2 separate regions of the Anas platyrhynchos genome follow, and region 2 is linked to region 1. A link is a contact called in public Hi-C data. All regions are on one chromosome and are shown on one strand. The core of a region is the stretch at or near the end of the contact, and the rest is flanking DNA. Distances in the headings are between cores, read along the strand shown.

Region 1 (3,497 bases), core at 75-2,574:
TTGCACAGCAGGGAGAGGCTGCAGGATGGCAGCCAGGCCTGCTGCACCTCCTCCTGTGCAGGCTCCACCAGTGCTTGGCGAAAAGCGGTTGCTGGGTATGGTCTCAGTAGTGTGGGAAGGATGAAATATGGCAAGTTTCCAACACCTGTACTTGAAAGACCTGTTTTGAAAGAGGTCAATGATCTGTTAGCGTCTGCCATCATTCATCAGGAAAGGCTGGACATGATGCTTAGGGACGTGGTTTAGTGGGTGATGCTGTTGGTAGGGTGATGGTTGGACCATGTGAGATATGTTCATCTGATTCATATCAGTCTGGAACAATGCTAGGGCCTCATGGTGTGATGAATGTGACCTTCTGTCTTACATACCCTTGTATAACCACAAGTCTTAGAAAAACAGAGTGGTTAATGTATGTAATTCTTGTATCTTGCAAAGGAAAGTTTTAGCAATTCGTGTCAATAGAGAGCTTGAAGGGAAATGTATTTGTAGGCTTTTCCTTGAAGTCTGACATCTGGGGGGGTTCAGAATAACTGCTAACTATTATGACTATTGCGTGGGACACTATGCAAGTCTCTGGTATCTGGCCAGGAGATCAAGGAGACGGGGAGAGCTGAAGAACAACTAAAAGACAAAGCTTTCAGGGGACGTTGCACACGTCTCTGACATACAGCCAAGTTGGACAAAGGAGAAGGACAAGAGGGAGGAAGACTATGAGCCTTCAGCACGAGAGACCCCCAGAGGGACCACCGGAGACTGATACGTACGCTCCAGTAGGAGGGTTTGGATTCTGGAAACTAATTATAATAACCCTGTTTTTGTTTTTGTTTTTTAGAAGTAGTATTAGCCTAGGAGCATAAAAATCAGCTGCTTGATGTAACTGGTGTGCGTCTTGGTGGGGCAGAGACTCCTGGCGCACCCAGCGCTGTTTGCTTACCTCTATTCCTTTAATAAATTGCAAACTTTGATTATAGTCCTATTTTGAAGACTGAGCCATTTATTACAGTCCAGATGACCTTGGAGGGCTTTTCCCACCCTAACGAGCCTATGCTTTTTCTTCCAGCCAGGTGCAAGGCACCCACAGCCCCCTGCCCCAAAACACTCCGCCATTTAGCGCTGGGAGAGCCACCACCCCACTTTCTGTCCCTAGCCTAGAAGGAGGAGACACCCTCAGGGCGGGCAGGGACTGACAGAGGCGACAGCAGTGCCTGCCCCCCCCCCCCCCATCTTCCCGCCCCGCGCTTTCAAACAGCCCGCGCCGCTGCCGGGCACAAGATGGCGGGCGCCCCGCGGCCGGGCATGGCGGCGGGCGGGCGGCAGGGGGCGCTGGCGGTGTCGGCGGCTCGGCGGGGCGCTGCTGGGCGCTGCGGCGGCCGCCATCATGCTCGGGGAGCCGGGCCTGGGCCGCGGCGCGGTGTCGGGGCGGCGCGGTGTCGGGGCGGGGGGCTCGGCGCCCGGCGGCATGTTCCGCAAGGCGCGGCGGGTCAACGTGAGGAAGCGCAACGCCTCGGAGGAGGAGGACGAGGAGCGCGACGAGGAGCCGCCGCACGACCCGCCGCCACCCGCCGGGGAAGGGCCGGCTGAGGCCTCCACCGTGGCGGCGGCGGCGGTCGGAGGAGGAGGAGGAGGTCCCGGTGGCCCCGGGTTGCTGCCGCTGCCGCCCGGCTGCGTGCCCCTGGCCCTGCCCGGCAGCCCCGCCGCCTTCGCCTGTGCCGCGGGCTACGGCGCGGCGCTGGGCTTGGGGCTGGGCTTGATGGCGGCCGACCGGGCGGGCCTGGGGGGGCCCCCGCCGCCCTCCCCGCTGCCCCCTCCTCCTCCCCCGCCGCCTGCGGCGCCTCAGCAGGGCAACGGGCTGCCGGCCGCCGGCCGCCACAAGGAGAAGAAGCGGCCGCGGGAGGGCAAGGAGGTGCCGCGGGCCAGCCTGCTCAGCTTCCAGGACGAGGAGGAGGGTGAGGCGCCCGGGGGGGGGAGAGAAGAGAGGGAAAGGCCCGGCCGCCTCAGCCCTTGCCTGCCCACAGCCCTGGTGCTGAGGGAGGGGTGGCTTCGCTGAGCTGCTCCCTCGGGGTTATCTGCCCCCGGTGTGGCCCCTGTGAGGGTTTTGGGGAAGAACTGCTTCATCTCGGAGCCCACAAGGATTATTAGGTTAACCCCCGGGAATAGCCAGAAAAGGGGCTCAATGGTTTCTGGGCTTCAGCTTCTGGCAAAATAGTTGCGTTTGTGCAGTGTTTCGGCTAATAATTCTGGATTCCAGCAGGTACTGCACTCGTGAATTGGTCTATTCACACTCTGGTAATCTGATTATGGGTAGTAGTTACTGCATGTTAAAAATAATCAAAAATGCCACTCAAACTCACGACTTTATTGCATCCCAAAAGTTCAGGATGAACAGAACTGTTCTCCTGATGCCTTTTGTCAGCAGGACAGTTAGTATGCATTTGGAGTATCCCTCTTTGAAGGGATTTCCAGTGATCGCTGGAACTTGGGTTGTAAGGCTGCGACAGAAATCCTGATCGAAATCCTGAAAACATGGAGTAACAGCATTTATTTGTGAGAAAAACTGGATTTCCTACATAAATCTACAGTGTTTGTTGTTTCTGGTTTTTGTTTATTTGTTTGATGCAATTTAGTTCTTCAGCTCACTGCAGACCTCGTGGTAGGTTGTAGTTCTGCAGGCCTTTAAACTGGTAGGACTACAAAACATGGTTGTGCCCTTACCCATTAGTCATACTGGCATGCGAATGTGTAAGGTTATGAAAAGAGTGATAACCCAAAATGTCGGGATTCCCTGTTTTCTTCCAAATTTGCGGTCACAGTGAAGGATCAGTTGTTTAAAAACAAATATAAAACAAAAACAAAGATTAATACAGTCAGATAAATGCAGGTCATGTTTGTACATGATTGTGTACCTTCTGCCTTGCTTTTCTCTGACTGGATGTACCTGAAAATGACTCCCCAAAAAACAAGGAAGAAAGTCCCTGTGAAATGCTGTGCAACTCTGTATTACAACAGTGCAACTCTGTAGTTGGGTGATATTATGTTCTAGCGGCATTTACGAAGTTCTAGGTACAAAATTAAAAAATCTAATAGTAAGTAAACTTCTTGGCGGAGCTAACATAGTGTTTTCCAACTTCTCTTTTAAAGAAACTGAAGAAGTTTTCAAAGTGAAGAAATCAAGTTACAGCAAAAAGATTGTAAAACAATTGAAGAAAGAATACAAAGAAGATCTTGAAAAATCAAAAGTTAGAACAGAGGTCAATTCTCCGACAGATGGTAATTGCAAAACTAACAGTAACTTCTGTAACAGCAAAGGTTTAAGTATTGTAAATACAAATGGCGTGTTTTCAAGGTGAATCCTCTGACTTCTCAGAGAATTTAGCACTTCGAACTGAAGTAGAGCATGCATTAAATTAAATGTGTCCATTTGAACCCCGCAAATGCTGGTCTGAAGCTGGTAGAGTTCTCTGAATCTCTTGTCGTGTGGAAATGAATGCCACAGGACA
Region 2 (3,344 bases), core at 762-3,261, 160 kb before region 1:
CTGTCGAAAAAATGTTTCCAGAAAGAAGGTAGATAGAAAGGTTAGAACAAAAACCACAATGATTAAATTTGAAGGAAGTTATTAAGGTTTGTTAGAGTTTTTAATACATTAGGCAATATTTTAATAGGCCTTTTCTAGGTGTTGTTATTTTACTCTGCTACTCTCATCATATTCATATTTGCAGGAATTGTTTTTTGATTTAAAGGCAAAGTACTAAGGTACAACTGTGAATCTACAGATAGCTGAGAATGGGTATAAGTCTTTGGAAAAAACCTTCTTCTCCAACTTTAACACAATAAATTGTTTTTGAATTTAAACTGATTTTTTTAAACCGATTTTCTCCGCAAAACAAACAGCTTAAAATTTAAAATTGTACTGAATCATAATATGGTCAAACTCAACACAGTATTTTAAATGTATCTGATTTATCTGAGATGTAACTCCTTCTCTGCTCAAAGCTTCAGCATGACTAGAGGAAGTTACTGAATTAAGTGTTAAGAACCCATATCTGTGCAACTGATAATCATAATTGCAAAGTAATGAACTCTTCAAGAGATGAAGAGAACGTTCTTTCTCACTTCATTTTTTTTTATTCATTAAAGCATGAAGAATATTTCAGAGATATAAAATGCTTGTTTTCCCCTTTTCAATCCAAATTAAGAATGAAGCAAAAGAAGCTATGACTTACTAGTTATGCAATCTTTAAGTAAAGTTCATCACTTATAAGAGCAAGCTAGAAGGTGATTGAGTCACCAATATCTATCAAGCCCATTTAGCTTTTACACTAGTGGCACAGAAAAAAATGATTTGACATTCAGATCAAGTTTACAAATTACACAAGTACAAAAAAAAATAAATCAACTTTCTACTTTCAACAAGATAACCAGATTCGTCCAGAAGTCAACGCAGAAGACAACGGTACTATCACAGTCACTTGAAAAAAACACCTGCAAGATCTGTTTTTTGATATTTCTTATGTATTCTGCGGTTCGGCAGCTTAGAATATGTAAGCCAGATGTGACCAAACGTGTTTCTCTTTGAGTTTGCACAGTCATCTAAACCTACACGTCCCCTACAAGTTTATCAATGACGGTGGACATTTAAGGGGAAACCCATTCCTGTCAGGACTCTAGACTCTGCTTTTCTCACCCTTCTGCCTCAGAGCCTCCCCAGCCCTTGGAGGGAAGCCATGGAAATGCCCTGTGAGCCCAGTCCCATTCACCTCACCTCACCTCACCAGCTCCTAGCCCACCCACCTGGTAACTCAGCTGGGTACCCCTGCGTGCTGCCCGCAGCCTCCAGCGCTTCCACAAGCCCGCTTAGCGCTGCCACCTCACCTGCAGCAGCAGCAGCAGCAGCAGCAGCAGCTTGTCCTTAGCTTGAGGTCAGGCCGGGTGGCTTTGAGGTGGACGCTTCCAATTTGGGAAAGAATAAAATAAATAAATAAATTATTGGGAAGTCTCCAATAAATTGGAAACCCCTCACTCACCCCCTCCTACCCCCGCAGCACCCCCGTGTTACCCTCCCCGCGTACCCCCACACGGCTGTGTACCCTACCCTGCCCTGCCCTGCCCTGCCCTGCCGGGGGGGCGACGTTACCTGGGGGCGCCCCCCGGCCGCGGGCGCCATCCCCGCGGGGCCCCCCACAGCCCCCAGGCCGGCTCGGCGAGGGCGCAGCGCGAAATGGCGGCGGCCCCGGCGCTGGGCGAGCGCCTGGAAACGCCCCCTCAGTGTTGGCCCGCCCCTTCCCGGCCGATTAACGGGCCGGGGGTGCCGCCGTCATGGCTTTTGGGGTGGCTGAGGGGGGGTCCTGCCCGCCTCGGGGCCGGGGGTCGTGTCCCGCTCCGCCACCCCTGGCCAGTTCCCCTGGGCGGCCTCAGGCACCGCTTGCCGGGCACTCGAGGGCTCGGCTCGTTTCGGTTTCTATTCATGAATGTTTCATCCGGCTCTTTGATTTTTTTTTTTTTTTGGTTCCTTCTCTTTGATTATTACCAGTTTTTGAAATCATGAAGTAAACCTTCATGGAGAGCCGCAACGGCTCCCGCTGGTTCCCTTTTTCACTCATGACCTCAGGGCACTGCTGCTGCTGCTGAGCGCTTCATAGATATCTGCCTCAGCAGATGCGGCGTCCTCCACACCAGTGTGTTCTCATAGCTAAAACTGAAGTGAGGTGGCGTTAAATATAGCCCTCATCAAGCTATTTACTAAAAAAAAAAAATCTTGGTACTTACCTGAGAGGGGTGAGAAAGCATTGCCAGTTAGCAGCCACGTCCCTCCACGCACGCCTACAGCATCACCAGCTAAACCTCCCAGGCTGCTGAGCTCTGGGTATTTGCTGGTGGAAACATGTGATTTGGGGTGTTGTTTGATGGCTGGTGTGGGGTCATGCTGTACTTTAAGCTACACTAGGTAAAGCAAACCTGAGATTTACCATAACCACCCTTCAGGCTTCTACAAGGCTTCCACAGTTTCTGGCTAGATACCTACACTGCTTTAACCCACAGACAGCTTAAAAGTAGTCAAGATAGTTCTTCCCTGTTTTACCGCATGAAGCAATAACACTGAGATCTAAGATTCTGAATAAAATCTCAAAAAAGGCCGAACTTGCTGTATGTCTGTGCATGCGTTTGTCTCATGGGGCAAGTGATATATGTGGCACCATTACTTCTTTCGTGATTTCTGTTTCTGAAGGGTTCTTGGCAATGCCCAAGTATTCAAAGTTCAAAAATTCTAGTTCTAAACTAACTTTTTAAAGGACAGGATGTTTACCTGGAAGCAGAATCTGGAATGAAAAGAGGACAGACAGTCTGAATCTTAATAATATCATTATGTGGTTCGCTCAGCTCCTGCTTCTCCAAACATAAAGATCTTCTAAACTCTTTATTTTTATTCTGTTCTTATTTCACTTATTTCTACCACACATTTTTTTTCTTTAAAAAACAACAACAACAACAACAAACCTCCATGATTTGCCTGTGACCTTTTTTCTTTAATTTTTTTTTTTTTTTTTTCAGCGTTGTATTTAGTGAACTCTCTTTCTAATTCTCTGCCATTTTTGCAGAAGTTCTCTGAAACTGTTGTTCTTTCCCGCACATGAGATGAATTTACTCTCTTGGTCTCTCAGCCCTTTGTGGTGAAGACTCTGATATTTATCTGCACTTTTTTGCCTCTTTACACCTCCCTTTCCCTTTTTTCCTATCATTCATTGTCTTTCCGCTTGAAACTATAAGTGTAAAGACTTTAAGATATAAACATAGTTCAAAGAGAGTTCTTCACCTTTCTCACTAGCCTTCCTCATTATCCCCAGTGATAATGCTTGGTCATCAAGTGAATCTTCTGCCTGG

The links. A called contact is a pair of places that touch in the nucleus more often than the background predicts.
Region 2: a contact with region 1 is called in a Hi-C map of subcutaneous adipose tissue, with 2.9 times the contacts expected there. The contact joins the promoter of IFNAR2 here to the promoter of PAXBP1 in region 1. A contact is called at or near these places in 4 of 8 Hi-C or Micro-C datasets (F1 follicle, liver, skeletal muscle and 1 more).

What each region holds. Positions count from the first base shown.
Region 1 is chr1:110,518,857-110,522,353 of IASCAAS_PekinDuck_T2T, reverse strand. PAXBP1 (PAX3 and PAX7 binding protein 1) reads left to right here and starts at 1,324. Exons shown (of 18, transcript XM_027449192.3): 1 at 1,324-1,946; 2 at 3,139-3,267. The coding sequence starts at 1,379.
Region 2 is chr1:110,677,405-110,680,748 of IASCAAS_PekinDuck_T2T, reverse strand. IFNAR2 (interferon alpha and beta receptor subunit 2) reads right to left here and starts at 2,011. Exons shown (of 10, transcript XM_072026515.1): 1 at 1,993-2,011; 2 at 1,338-1,412.